Regions from separate parts of the Mus musculus genome. Here all the other regions are linked to region 4. Evidence: chromatin contacts called from public HiChIP or PLAC-seq and promoter capture Hi-C data. All regions are on one chromosome and are shown on one strand. Each heading gives the region's core, a stretch centred on a gene start, on an enhancer-like site or on the middle of the called end of the contact. The rest is flanking DNA. Distances are from core to core; before and after follow the strand shown.

Evidence for each region. Promoter capture Hi-C pulls out the DNA fragments that hold promoters and counts their contacts. HiChIP or PLAC-seq counts read pairs in DNA pulled down with a chosen protein or histone mark. Capture Hi-C pulls out chosen DNA fragments and counts their contacts.
Region 1: a contact with region 4 is called in a promoter capture Hi-C map of adipose tissue. The contact joins the promoter of Bicd2 here to the promoter of Wnk2 in region 4. A contact is called at or near these places in 1 of 39 promoter capture datasets (neutrophils), 1 of 484 Hi-C or Micro-C datasets (embryonic stem cells) and 1 of 9 other capture datasets (adipose tissue).
Region 2: an H3K4me3 HiChIP or PLAC-seq map of craniofacial prominence shows a contact between it and region 4, with 4 times the contacts expected there. The contact joins the enhancer-like site here to the promoter of Wnk2 in region 4. A contact is called at or near these places in 3 of 39 promoter capture datasets (the 3T3-L1 cell line, embryonic stem cells and hippocampal neurons), 18 of 484 Hi-C or Micro-C datasets (the AML12 cell line, the N1E-115 cell line, the P5424 cell line and 14 more), 14 of 115 datasets of contacts at active chromatin or transcription factors (astrocytes, craniofacial prominence, embryonic forebrain and 8 more) and 1 of 9 other capture datasets (liver).
Region 3: a contact with region 4 is called in a promoter capture Hi-C map of liver, with 2.3 times the contacts expected there. The contact joins the promoter of Fgd3 here to the promoter of Wnk2 in region 4. A contact is called at or near these places in 1 of 39 promoter capture datasets (liver), 1 of 115 datasets of contacts at active chromatin or transcription factors (pancreatic cancer cells) and 3 of 9 other capture datasets (adipose tissue, liver and pancreatic islet).

Annotation. Positions count from the first base shown.
Region 1 is chr13:49,339,998-49,343,610 of GRCm38.p6, forward strand. Bicd2 (BICD cargo adaptor 2) reads left to right here and starts at 1,552. Exons shown (of 7, transcript NM_001039179.2): 1 at 1,552-1,913. The coding sequence starts at 1,674.
Region 2 is chr13:49,013,772-49,016,912 of GRCm38.p6, forward strand. No RefSeq gene overlaps it. Among named protein-coding and RNA genes, the nearest start is that of Fam120aos, 47 kb to the left of the region's middle. Within about 2 kb of position 1,805, at least 145 of the 459 cell types and tissues checked have an H3K27ac peak or open chromatin away from gene starts, as enhancers often do. A contact at or near this core is called in the N1E-115 cell line, craniofacial prominence, embryonic forebrain and 8 more, where this site is marked.
Region 3 is chr13:49,307,868-49,311,228 of GRCm38.p6, forward strand. Fgd3 (FYVE, RhoGEF and PH domain containing 3) reads right to left here and starts at 1,341. Exons shown (of 18, transcript NM_015759.2): 1 at 1,314-1,341.
Region 4 is chr13:49,146,333-49,149,906 of GRCm38.p6, forward strand. It overlaps Wnk2 (WNK lysine deficient protein kinase 2), which reads right to left and starts at 1,996. Exons shown (of 30, transcript NM_001290313.1): 1 at 1,430-1,996; 2 at 220-902. The coding sequence starts at 900.

The DNA.
Region 1 (3,613 bases), core at 302-2,801, 190 kb after region 4:
AGTGTAGGTTCTGTAGAGCTTGGGGACTTGTTGGAGGAAAGTTTGTTCCTTCTAAATCCACCTTCACTTAGTGTGAACAGCTTGCGTAGGCCTGATATATGGGCCTCAGTGTAGAGCCAGGACTGTTGTACAAAATTAGGCTGGTTGGCCAAAGAGAAGGAGGAATAACACATTTACTTATACAGCGCTCTCTCTCTCTCTCTTTTGAGACAGGGTCTCTCTATTTAGTCGTGGCTGGCCTGGAACTTGACATGTAGATTAGGCTGGCCGTGAAATTCTTCTACCTCTACCTCCCAAGTGCTGAGATTAAAGGTGTGTTCCACCACACCAAGTTGATTTACTATGCAATTCTTGTGTTGATCCTAGATTTTCTTTTCGCGCGCGCGCGTGTGTGTGTGTGTGTGTGTGTGTGTGTGAAGTGGGTTCATGTTCCTGTGTGTGTGTGTGTGTGTGTGAAGTGGGTTCATGTTCCTGTGTGGGCACACAGGCCCCACATGCACTGGGAATCAGAGGACAAGATCCAGTTGTCAGTCTTTGTCTTCCATCTTGTTTGAGATTGGTTATCTCTGCTTTTCTTGTCTCCCCCTCTCTCCCGCCCCTGTCTTTCATACTCCAGCCTAGCTTCAGGGGATTCTCCAATTTCCACCTCCCATCTTTCCTCAGGGACATTGGGATGATAGACTGTGCTTTAGGTGGGCTCTAGGGGCGCAAATATAGGTCCTTGCTCTTACTGAGCAAGAGCTTTATCCTCTTAGCCATCTCTCCAGCTGACCTCTATGTTTGATGGTGGTCCGCAGCTGTAGGGTGTGGTGTTGCGGGGGTGTGTGCAGTGAGAAAGGGAACAACACGCTTGTTATATCCAAATCACCATGCAAGGAGGGAAGTTTTATTTAGAATTATAGTGAAGAGTACAGCTACGTCTCGCCGAAAACGGGGGACGGACAACATTTAAATACACCTTTGACATTATGCTCACGGAGGTGCCTTCATTTCCATGAAAGAAAATCCTAACGGACAATGGACAAGAGGAAGTAGTATCCGGGCCTGGGCTCCCCTGAGCCCCTAGCGTCAGGCTGTTGGCATCCTTTTGGCAGTGCCCGCGGCCCGCCACAAGTCATTCAAATTCCGCATAAAGCGCGCGCCACACAGTCTCACCAGCCATGCTCTGACGTTTCAGGACGCGAATCTTACTCGTGATATCCACAGCTCGGATCACCTTACTCCACAAAGGCTGGGAGCGGAAGGCTTGAGGTTCTCCGGGTGGCTGCCGGGTCCCTGGGCTGGGGTCGGTGGCACCCCTACTTTTGTCACGTCAGACGCGCCCGCCAATCAACGATTGGAGCCAGGCGGGTACAGAGCACAACGGGCAAAGCAGTGAGCGTAAAATAGGACTACATCTCCCACAATGCTAAGGGAGACGTAGCTTTGCGTCACGTTAGGCGCCTGCCCCCTTGAGATTTAGACCAATCACAAGCGCGGACCAGGTGGGCGCAAGGGACTACGGGTTGTGTAGTCCATGCTCAGTGGGACTGCAGCCCCCAGTGTTCCGCGCGCGTCAGGGAGGAGCAGTGCGGCGGCGCGGGCGGCCGTCGGGGCTGGGCGGCGGCAGCGGCGGCTAAGAGGGCCCGGCTTGTGGGAGCCAAGGTGGGAGCCGGCCTCGGCGCGCGGCCACCATGTCCGCGCCGTCGGAGGAGGAGGAGTATGCGCGTCTGGTGATGGAGGCGCAGCCGGAGTGGCTGCGCGCCGAGGTGAAGCGGCTGTCCCACGAGCTGGCCGAGACCACGCGTGAGAAGATCCAGGCGGCCGAGTATGGACTGGCGGTGCTGGAGGAGAAGCACCAGCTCAAGCTGCAGTTCGAGGAGCTCGAGGTGGACTATGAGGCCATCCGCAGCGAGATGGAGCAGCTCAAAGAGGTGAGTGGTCGGCTGCGACCCCTGCCTCGGGCGCTAAGGTCACCCTGCCCAGTGGTGGGAGGTACCAGGGGTGGGGCAGGAGACCTAGAGTTGCGGTCCCGGGCAGTGACGGTGAAGGGACCCTGTTCGGCCCTGTGTCCGGTTGCTGGGGTCCAGACTCCCTGCAGCCCCACTCACCCGCTAGTTTTCTTTGCAGGCCTTGTTGGCCTTTTCGTTGAGGACTGATGTCCTGCTATGGTTATTGCTGCCTAGGGTGTGTCTGTGTGGTTGGTGGGGAGCAGATGATGCCCTTACAACTGAGGCTGTCCGTGCAAGTGACCCCAGGGAAAAGCTGGACCTGGGGTTGGTTGACCACAGTTTGTCACCTTCAAGCAAATCACTTCCCCCCCATTTTGGAGCAGCTGCTTTCTGTGCTATTCATCAGGTTTCGTGACCGCCTGAGGCTGGGAAGGGATGGATACAGGGCTGAGTGAGTCGCAGCCCCTGGTTGCCTATGGCCCTTGACAGGCCGGCTTTCCCGATATCCATCGCTCAACCAGCTGCTTTTTCCCCATCTCATTAATGGTGCTCCCACTACTGGGATGCATGGCTTCCATCGACCGCTTCCTGTCTTGCTCTGCCTCCTAGGGCCTGCCTGTCACCGTGGAGTCTGTGTTCTTCTGTTGGAAACATGGTACTTTGTGTCATCCCACTGTAGGAAGAGAGGTTAGACTCCCAGGCTGGCCAAGAGCTTGGGGAGGGGCAGTAGGAGGGACCTGGGTAAGCTTTCTGGGATGATTTAAGTATTAGTAACTCTCCCATCTTCTTGACTCCCCAGCCTTGTTCTGGAGACTGGGGGAAATGCTTTATGGGAGAAGGACACACTTGAGTTTGGACCAACCCCTTCTTATTGCTTGTGATGGGTGAGCCTTGGGTGAGCCATGGGTAAGCTCTCCTCAAACCTTAGCTTCCAGCTCTGCAAAGTAGGAATACAGCTTTGCCAATCCAGAAGTATTGCTTTTAGTATTCTATATTTGGAAAGGCCTGGCATGGGGCCACACAGGTAGCTTGTTGGATTATCTCAACAGTTTCCCTTCCCTGTGAGACTCAGTTCTGCTCTTGAGTATTAATCACAGGCTCATCTTTTGATACTTCTGCTCCCAGTCAGCTTTGGATAGATGCCTGAACTCTTGAGAGCCTCTCTGACTTTTAGGGGAATGAGTCCTTAAAGTCTGGGTAGAGCAGGGCTGGGTGAGTCCCAGAAGTGCCTGCTTCTTTGGGCGGGTAGGAATTGAGTCTTCACACAGATTCTCAAATCTGTTGCCTGACAGAGGACATTAGTAACTTTCCCAAGCCTGGCTTCATTTGGCAGAGGGTTGACCAAAGGAGTGGGACCCCTGGAGGGGGAGGGGCAGGCAACCCCCTGGAGGGGGGGCATGTAAAGTGATGTGATAGATGAAGGTCAGAAAATATGGAGTGAAAATATGGAGTGGGTGTGTCCTCTTCCCAAATCTAGTCTTCTGGGCTCCCATTCCCCCCTCCTTGGTCCTCCAGGCAGGTAGCAACTGTTAATTATAGTGCCACTCCCTTTGCACATACAGATGGGTTGCCTTCCCACTTCCTATGGAATGCCTGTGAACCTCTCCTGGGAAGCTCACTGTCCTCTTCTGAATTAACAGGTTTTCTTCAGTACTATGTGCAGTGAAAACAGGCTAGCTGGT
Region 2 (3,141 bases), core at 555-3,054, 130 kb before region 4:
TTCCAGAGAAGACTCACTGTATAGCCCAGGCTGGTCTGGAACACCTGGTCCTCCTGTCCGCTGGGGTCACCCTCCTGTCCACTGGGGTCACATACCTGTGCCACCAGAGCAGGCTCACCCCTTGGTTCCTGAACAACACTTGCTCTCAGCGTTGACTCCTGCGTTGACAGTGTAACCCTTCGCTGCTTGAGCTGCTGTCCCTTCCCTGCTTGCTTACATTTTGTCTTTGGAAAGTCTGTGGTTGTGAATGCTCCTGCGGGCTTGAACTCTCATGGGGGGGGTGGGGGGGGATGTTTCACATCTTCTCTTTGTATTTTGAGAAACCTGATTATGTTGTGCATTAAGTTTTCAGTCTCTTTTCTTGTATTTAGGGGTGTGCCAGGCTTTTAAAAATTATGGGTTTACAAATTTTATCAAAAAATTTAAAATGAAGTAAGTAAAAGTATTTCTTATGTTCACCTAACTCTTTGGGAATAGCGTGTTAACTTCCTGTTGCTGTGACAAAAAAATGCATGGGTTAAAGAACTTAAAAAAGATAATTTGGGCCTGTGGTTTTAGGGATTCAGTTCATAGTCGATTGGCTTTGCTGGTTTTGGACATGTGTGAAGGCTGAAGACCCTGGAGTTAGGCAGATTCCCTGACAGACAGACAGACAGGAAAAGAGGCCATGACTAGTTAATAAAAACAGTGGGCTTCCAATATGGCAGGCTCCTTCTTCAACTTCCTGACCTATGGCAAGAGCCTGGCAGATTCAAACAAAGGCCTGGAGAGCTTTTCCCTGCTAGTAGGGCCCCCTGCCCATCCACCATGTGGACTGGTCTGACAAGTCCAAGGCTAGACCAGGATGTGTTTACCCTAAACTGGTGGGCCTATCAGCCTCCCTGTCTTTGTCCAACCCCAAATTGGGAGGGAAGACCCTGAAAAGCACAGCCCTCACCGGGACACTGGACTTCTGCTTCCCAAGCTAGCCCCCACCCCCACCCCCCACCCCCGCTTTGCAGAGCCTCTTCTTTCTGCTGTGCCCGAGGTTTCCCCCATTGCTACCTGCTGCACTTGAGGTCTTTCTATTGTGTTTATAAAAAGATAAAGAGAGAAGGAATATGTTTTGGAGAGGTGTAGTCAGGTGTGGGGGAAGGGGGTGCCTCTGCAGACCCATGCTGAGGCATCCCTTCCCCCTGAGGGACCAGCCACACCAAGGTATAGTATAGAGTTTATTCAGGGCATGGGGAGGGGAGTTGAGAGGGTAGTAGAGACAGAGAAAGACAGACAGACGGAGAGAGACAGGGAGGGGAAGGGGAGGGAGGGAGAGAGGGAGGGGGAGAGAGAGAGAGAGAGAGAGAGAGAGAAGAGAAAAGAGGAGAGGGGAGGAGAGGAGAAGGAAGGAAGGAAGGAAGGAGAAGGGAGGGGAGGAGAGGAGAAGAGGCGGGCCATGAGCACGTGGAGAGAAAGGGTAGGTAAGAGAATGGAGAGAGGGGAAAGGGGAAAGGACAGAGTGGGAGCAAGAAGACATGAGCAAGAAAGAGAGGAGAGGGCAAGCAGCCCCTTTTATAGTGAGTCAGGCACACCTGGCTGTTGCCAGATAACTGTGGGGCGGAGCTTAGACAAAACGCTAACACTTTTCCTTCCGGCTAGTTTTTTAACTGGTATAGAAAATGAACCTGATCGAGACCTCTAGCCGGTAACACAGAGGAGGCCTGTTCACCTTCTGGCAGCTGAGGAGAGAGTGGGGGAGGTGCAGGAGTGTCTCAACATCCCCTTCAAAGGCCCGCCCCTCAACGACCTAACTTTCTCCCTCTAAACTCCACCACCAGGAGGTTCCACTGCCTGGGATGGACCGGGCTTCCCGCAGACCGTACTGCACGTAGCAGCTGTGAGCTACATGCAAATTATTCTGCTTGAAATCTTCTCACTGTTCATCCACATGTTGTTGGTCATTTTAATAATTCTTTTGTTTGTGTACGTACGTGTTCCTCTGTGTCTGGGCTCCGTGCGTGCTTGTGTTCATTGGCTGTGTGTTACAGATGTGGATGCCAGGGACCCAAACCCAGAACTACAAGAACAGCAAAGCATCCTAACTGGTGAACTGTATCTCCAGCCCAGACAGTTGCTTTTTTTTTTTTTTTTTTTTTTTTGCAGCTGAGGCCCGTAGGGTTCGAGTTGTTCGAGTCCTTAACTGGAAACGCTCAAGGAGGTGGTATTTGTGCTGCAGGCCTTGGAGCCTTCTGTGTGAAACACACGGTGCCTGTGTGGCTCACTGGTGGTAGAATCATTCCTTTTTCCAGAGCTCAGAGTGCTTTTGGGGGGGAGGGAGGGATTTCGTTGTATTAAAAGCGCGGCTTTTGCTGGCACAGCACACTGTAGAAATGGATCTCCGCTTTGAAGAGGAAGGACGCAAAGCACTCTACCTTCATACGCGAAGGGGAAATGTGTCTCTCTGTCAAGTGCACGTTCTTAAAGCATCGCCTCCAGGGGCTCTCCTGGCTGTCCAGATACAGGAGGCGAGGGAATTTGGAAGAAAATTAAACACGAAGACATGGCAGTCTGCGTGCTGTGAGACATGAATTCTCTCTTGGCACGTGTGACGGGGCAGCTACAAGAAAATGAATACGGTGTTCCTAGTGCCAGGCTGTCTTGTGAATAAAGAGCCTTTAGTCCGGGAGAGGCGCGGTGTGACGCGCGCTTTCCATCTGGTGGGCCAGTTTCCAGGCCAGCTTAGTCTTGGTGCCTGCCCTGCCCCCGCTTCTGGGGATACGCCAGCCGCTGCATTAGTGATGCCCGCAGCCTCAACCCATGAGTCCCCTCCCTGCCCACCACCCTTGAGGGCCTCTCAGTCAGCAAGCTCAGAGCCTGAGGCAGCCCTGGTTCTCTTGTGTCTGGGATATACATGGTTTACAGCTTGAAGCTGTCATGCCTGGATCGCTCAGCAGGCTTGGCTTATTTTTCCAAGTGCCACCAACTGTGAAGTCACGTGTCAGCTACACAGCTTGCATTTGGGGCAACAAATAAGAAAGGGAGCAGAGGCTAACTCATGAATGAGTCTTCTTGTATACATTAAAATGAATAATCATTTAGTTCAACTCTAAAAACCTATCTTTTAAATTAACCTATCTTTAATATTATCCTTTCTTCTTTTCCTTTTTT
Region 3 (3,361 bases), core at 91-2,590, 160 kb after region 4:
GAACCTGTCTAAAAAACCAGATAGACAGGTCCTGGAGAATAACATCTGAGACTGTCTTCTGGCTTCCCTACACATGCCTCAACACACACACACAAATGGCTAACAATTTTAGTCTTTGTTTTTGGTTTTTTTTCCCCCCAAGAGATGGTGTTTCTCTGTGTGGCCCTGCTGTTGTGGAACTTGCTCTGTAGACCAGGCTGGCCTGGAACTCAGAGATCCACCTGCCTCTGTCTACCAAATGCTGGGATTGAAAGCGTGTGCTACCATCACTACCACCACCACCCCCGGCTAGGTAGGACCAATCTAAAATGAGGCAGAGCTGCGTAAGCTCTAAACCTCAGTGTGGCTTGGCATCATTCTGACTTCACTTTACAGAAAGGGAAATCAAGGCAGAGTCTGCCTATCACCCTGTCCCTGGCATTCTTTCTCACCAGAGTCCCCTCCCTATCCCCCTATAGCTGCTCATCCTCCCTAGCACTCAGGGACTCCCAGAAAAATGGCAAGTGACTTGTCATCCACAATGACAGTGACTCCTGCCTCACTCCCCACAGGTCCTAGAGTCCGGCTTTTCAAATATGCCTCTGCTTACTCTGCATGGCATATAGTATCATAGTGTTATCATAATCATATCATTCTATCCATGCTGCCGTGCGCCTGCTCTATGGCTGCCAGCCTCCTAAGTGGCTGTACCACTACCCAGAGCTGCCCAGGCGAAGCCCTGGGGGTCCCAAGGAGTCCTTTGAGGGCTTAGTTTTCTTTCCTAGCAGTGCCCAGCTAGACAGACATATCTGTTAATATCTAAACTGTAGACTGGAGAAGATTCCAGAACCACATGGGATGCGAAGGCCTAGCCTCCATTAAATCATCCCCTGGGACCACCTCTTCTGCTTAAGCAGAAAAAGACATGCTTTCTTCCCCACTAAGGCACACTGGGTGGGGTCAGCCTTGGATCTGTGCCCCCCCCCAAGCCTCCCAGGGACCACAGTAGTCACCGACAGACTGCCCATAGCCTAAGTGTGAGCTGTGCCCCACCTGCCAATAGCACGTCCAGGACTCTGTAGTCGCGAACTCTTCTCATGCCCACCCATAGCAACCCTATCTTCTCACCAGTACGAGCCACTGAAAGACAACAGCATGAAAAGAGACACCGCTACCGTGCCACAGCAACTTCCTGCTTTGAAAACATCTGTCTCCCTTGAATGGTTCCTGTTTGGTTTCTAGTAACCTCCTACCACCCGCCACGAAGCCCCTTCACAGCGCAAGACAAACACTGTAGGATTCTGCAAAGATCCCAGGAGCCAATCTCCACTCACCCTTCTTCCAAGACCAGTCTGCATCTCCCCCAGGGCTGAACTCATGCAAGAACAAAACCCAACTTCCTCTTTCTAATTTTTGCAATATTGGTCACAAAACAGTGGCACATTTGCATTTCCGTAGCGATGACGCAACGTGAGAGGAGGTTGGTCTGCTGGTCCTGAAGGGCCTGGTCTGCTTGTGGTGGGATGACTTCGAAAGCGTAATCCTTTTACTCGACCTGGCTCAGCCCTACCAGGTTCTGCAGTAGCAGCCAGGGCTGAGCTTAGGTTTAACAAGTCACTGAGTAAAGACACCTCCTGCATCTGGTTTGGTGGGCTCCTCTGAGCAGACCTGAGATTGATGTTGTCTATGGGGAAGAGGATCCATCAGGGGACAGGTGACCCAGGCCAGACAGACCTTGGTGACTACAGAAAGTTGGAAGAAACATACCCCACCAGTGACATTGTTTCACGGTGACTCCAAGAGACCTGAGGGAACTTCTGGTTATCTGGCTGATGAGGACTGCCCCAGCAGGGCTAAGCTCTGCCTCTTCCAGGCAGCCCTCAGGGGAAAGTCCCCTCATTATCTCAGGAAGTCAATAAATAATGGGGCAGGGGGTTAGCCTAACATGCATATAGGCTGCAAATTTGACTCCATTTCAGTAATGTCTTCTTAATCTATCCTAAATTTTGTGTTTGTTTTAGGTTTTGTTGAGACAGTCTCACCAAGTAGTCCAGGATGGCCTTGGATTCTCTGTGTTGTCCAAACTCATTTGAATTTACACTGTTTCAGTCTTTCAAATGCTGGGATCGCTACTGTGCACCATTGCATCAACTAATCTTGAATTCTCTCTCTCTCTCTCTCTCTCTCTCTCTCTCTCTCTCTCTCTCTGTGTGTGTGTGTGTGTGTGTGTGTGTGTGCGTGCATGCATATGGAGGCCAAAAGTCAAAGCTAAATGTCTTCTTCAGTTGCAGTCCACATTATTATTATTATTGTTGTTGTTGTTGTTACTGTTATTATTGTTGTTATTTTGGCATTTATTGCTATTCACCCTGGGATTAATCAACATGACTAGCTTGGCTGGCCAGCGATCTGCCAGGGACCCTTCTGTCTCTGCCTCCATCAGCCTTTTCCCATGAGTGCTGGGGATTGCACTCACTTCCTCATGCTTGGACTGAACCATCTGCTCAATCCTCTAAATGCTTGTTTTAACTAGTTAACATTTTCTGTGTATATGTATGTATATGTATGTGCACATGCACGCATGAGTGTATATGTATATGATGGAACTGCTCAAGGTTCTCGATTCTTCTTCCATAAAATGGAGAGGTGTGTATGTTAGAGGCATTGTAAAGAATGAGGTCTAGCCTAGGCAAGTCCTTAAAGAATCTTAGTCCCTGCCTGAATCTCCACTGCTGAGCTGTCTGTGCCTGGCCCAGAGCCTTTTGCTTCACTCCCTGAAGGGCCGTGTCCCCTGAGGAAAGTCCGTGTCCCCCGAGGAAGGGCCGTGTCCCCTGAGGAGGCAGCCTCCGGCCACCCAGATGCTTTCAGCTCTGTCCAGGAAGCACAGCACCTGTGGCCCAGCACAGTGCAATTGTCCCTCTGCTGGCACATCCTGAGCCTGGAGGCCAGCCGTGGGATCACATCAGGACTGGGACCCAGGCCAACCAGGAACACAGGATCAGTTGAGGACGTGAAGACGAACTCTAGCCTGACAGGCCAGGTGGGAAGAATGGAGAGAAGAGTTTCAGAGCAGGTGGGAAAGAAAGAGGAGGAAGAGTTCCTCTGGCTTAAAAGCAAATCAAAGGGCTGGGCTTGGTGGTGCAGGCTTTTAATCCCCGCACTCAGCACTCAGAGTGTTGAAGCAGACCAATCTCTGTAAACTCAAACCAGACTGGCCTACATAACCAGTTCCAAGCCAGCCAAGGCCACATAATGAGACTCCATTTCAAAAAGAAAGAAAGAGAGAGAGAGAGAGAGAAACAAAGAAAGAAAAAAGAAAAGGGAAAAGGGAAAAAGAAAAATTCCAGAACTGAAGCCTAATGTCCTCTTGTTCTTGAGTGGG
Region 4 (3,574 bases), core at 746-3,245:
TGACCTCCAAGATGGCAAGCCTCAACCTGTGTGTGCACAGGTCCAGAAACAGCACCAACAGGCTAGCCATACACGAGGCACATATCCTGCAGGACACCCACACAGAGGGTGACACATACCAGCCACCATCCCCAGGGCTGCCTAAAGCCCTTCATATGAGCAAGGACACACCCAAGGACGCATTTGCGGACAGCCCACCTGCGGGGCAGCGGCGCTCACCTGCAGTTCACACCATGCTACCTCCACCCAGGTCTCCGTGTCCAGCCCCTTGTAGACCGTCTTGAAGGAGCCCCGGCCCAGCTCGATGTCGAACTTGAGGAAGCGGCCGTCCAAAGAGGTGGCCACGGCCTTGAGGTCGTCCTCATCGTCTTCCTCCTCTTCAGGTTCATCCTTGCGTGCGCGCCCGGGCTCCGGCTTTGCCTCGGTGGTTCCAGCGTCCTCCTGTGTTGGGGCCGGCGCCTCTTCCTGCCTCGGGCCGCCGTCGGGGACCTGCGCGGCTGCGGCTGAGGCGGTGGTGGGATCTGGGCTGGGCTCCTGCGTGCCCGCTCGCTCCGGGCCAGGGTCCGAGGGGACACTCGGGGAGCCGGGAGGCGCAGCGGGCGCGGCGGGCGCGGGCGCGGCGGGGCGGCCCCGGGCGCGCTCCGCGATGAGCCGGCGCGTCTTGCAGAGTAGAAGCACCCTGCGCTGCAGAGGCTGTGGGGGCTGCGCGCTCGGCGTCTCGGCCGCCTCCAGGCCCGGCGGCTCCTCCTGGTCCGACTCCACCACGCTGCGCCGCAGGAAGCGCTGGGGCCCGAGCCGCGCCGCCCTCGCCCGCGGCTCCGCCATGCCCGCCGACCCCGTGCCGCGCCCGGCTTCCATCAGCGCGCCGGGGGCGTCTCGGCGGCCGCCATCGCCGTCCATCTCTGCGGGCCAAGGACACACGGACCCTGCGTGAGCGCCAGCCCCGCCGCACCTGCCTGGGCCGCGGGATGAGACAGCGCCGCCTCTGGGCCCGCGCCCTGCCCAGCCCCACCGCAGAAGTGACCTGCCGGGCGGTCCTCTGCGGGCTCCGGGGAGAGGGCTGCAGACCGGACCCCGAGGCGAGGATTGCAAGGGGATGCCCTGCTTCACTCAGCTCCGAGCCGGGAACACGGCCTGTCTCTAGCTGTCCCAGGGACTCCAGGAGGGACGACCTGCTAGGTGTCCCTGAGGGCTCAAAGGAGCTACAGAAGGGCTCGGGAGGCTGGAGAAAGGGGTCAAGGCCAGTACTGGAGCGACCCCGCTAGGCTATCCCGCGAGCGGGTGGGGAAGGGACAGGGAGGCCGGGGTAAAGGGAAGCACCGGACAGGAGCAGGCTCCACAAAGGACGCGGGCCCGGGGCGCGCGGGGAGGGGGCTGCGGCGGCGCGGCGCGCACACAAAGGCGGCGAACGGGAGAGCTCGATACTCACAGGGCGAGCGGGCGCTGTCCATGCCCGCAGCCCGGGGACCCGGGCGAGCGAGGAGGGCGAGGCCGCGCTCCGGGGCCAGAGTCCTCTCTCGGGGCCGCGTCGCGCTGGGGCGGGGTCCTGGCTGCAGCGGGGGTCGCCAGGCCGTTCTGCTCCTACGATGCTGCTCCCTCGGGCCGGGCCGCTGCGGGGCCGCGCTCCCGCGTGCTCCTGCCGGCTCCGCGCGCCTCCGCTCCCGCACCGGCTCCGAACTAGCGCGCGGGGAGGGCGGGGCTTCCGTTCGTCCCACCCTCCCCAAGACCGGAGCGCGGGGCGGGGCCTGACACGCCCACCTGGCTGCGGCTGAGCGCCGCCACCTGCGGGATGCTCCCCATGGCCTCCACCTGCGGCAAGGGTTCCAGGCCGGCGCCTGGCCCTGAAGCTCTTTGGAAGTGGTCCGCTGAACTGTGGGGCCTTGAGGGGCTCTATTTTCCCCGGAGGTGGCAGGCCACAGACAACGTGACTTAGCCAGAGAGCCAAATCCTGGAACCTATGCCAAGACAAAACAGACAACCTCAGGATATCCTAGGTGCCCAAGTATGGTTGCAAAATTGGAGTGTCTTCTGGGCCTTTCTGTACTGCCAGGATATGGGAAAACCTCACTATCATCCACGGACGTTGGTACCAGTAAGCGCTGTGTCCCTCTTTTCCATTAAGCAAATCCAGATCTCAAAGACAGATGTCCTTTTGCCCTGATCAGTAGCGTGGTGGCCCAAGCCTATAATCCCAACACCGGTGGGGGAGGGCTGTGGGGGGCAGAGGATACTTGATCCAGGAGTTGGGTCACGTGGCAATAAAGGAACCAGGAACCGTCTCAAAAATAAATGAAAAAAAAAAATAGAAAGGATTTCTCTGTCCTAAATCTCAGAGGTCCCAAGATGGAAACTGGAAAAGGTTTCCAGAAACCCCTTGACTTACCATATTGATTGCCATCTTTCCCCACCCTCAACCCCCTCAGGAGCTTCTCTCTCCACCCCCTGAGCTACTCAATTACCCCAGACAAGCCCTTGCCCCGGGCATCTCTGAACCTGACTGCAAGGGTCACAGAAGACTGACCTGATTTCTGAGCCCATGCCAGGCACCTGCACCTGGGCTCACCAGTTGTGATGCACATCATTGGGGTCACTTCACCTGAAGAAAACAGCGCAAAGGAAGTTACCAGCATGTTCTGATCTCTTTGCTCATCCTGATGGTATGGCACCCTGTCAAAGATGCAAGTTACAAATGTGAACCGATGGCCAGCGGCTGCTGGCCTTAGAGCCTTTGACACCAGCAACTCATAAGACAGAAAAGCCAACAGAGGCAACACATCCTTCACGATTAAAGGGAAGCAAATGCAGACAGAGCTGTTACCCAGTGACAGGGTTTCCCTGGCCCTGCTAGGGGCTGTCAGTGGATGCTGATACCAGTCAAAAGTAACTTTAAAAGGCTGATGTTCAAGTCACTTCCTAGCTGAGTTGGGTGGTAGCACACTGTCTCCTTAAAGGGGGAATGCTGGGACTACTTACGTTATGAAAACTGAGAGCCATGAAGTTAGGACTCCAACATATACCCCAGAGACCCAGGGGTTAAATTGTGTACTTGTCACTGGACTGGGCATTTGCCAGATGCCTGTTAATTTATATTATCTCATTTCTCATCTACCTTGGGAGTCAGGCATGAACGTAAAGCCCACTCAACCAGAAGCAGAGCGCAGGTGCCAGCTCTGTGGGTCTGAGTGTCTCTGGAGATGGGGATCCAAGCTGCACCTCCCAAGCTGGGGCAGAATGTGGGTGAGGACCATTACAACTTCACTAAGGAGGCTAAAGACCCCACCCAGTATTGCCTCTCCTAACCTGAGCCTGTAGAATGTAATTTCTCTTGGACAGGGTTTATCCAGCAAAGGCCCTCTGGGTCCTGGCACGTATATGGAAGCTATAATAGGCAGGGCCTGTGTAAGAGAAATCATGACAGAAGAGTCTCAGCATGCTAGTCTGACTGTCTCCCAACAGGACACAGTGACAGCCTGTGGCATATACCTGCTGAGTGACTAGTGATGAAAGCAGCCAGTCACTTACAACACCTAATCGAAGTGTGGTGGTGCATACCTATAACCCTATCACTCAGGAG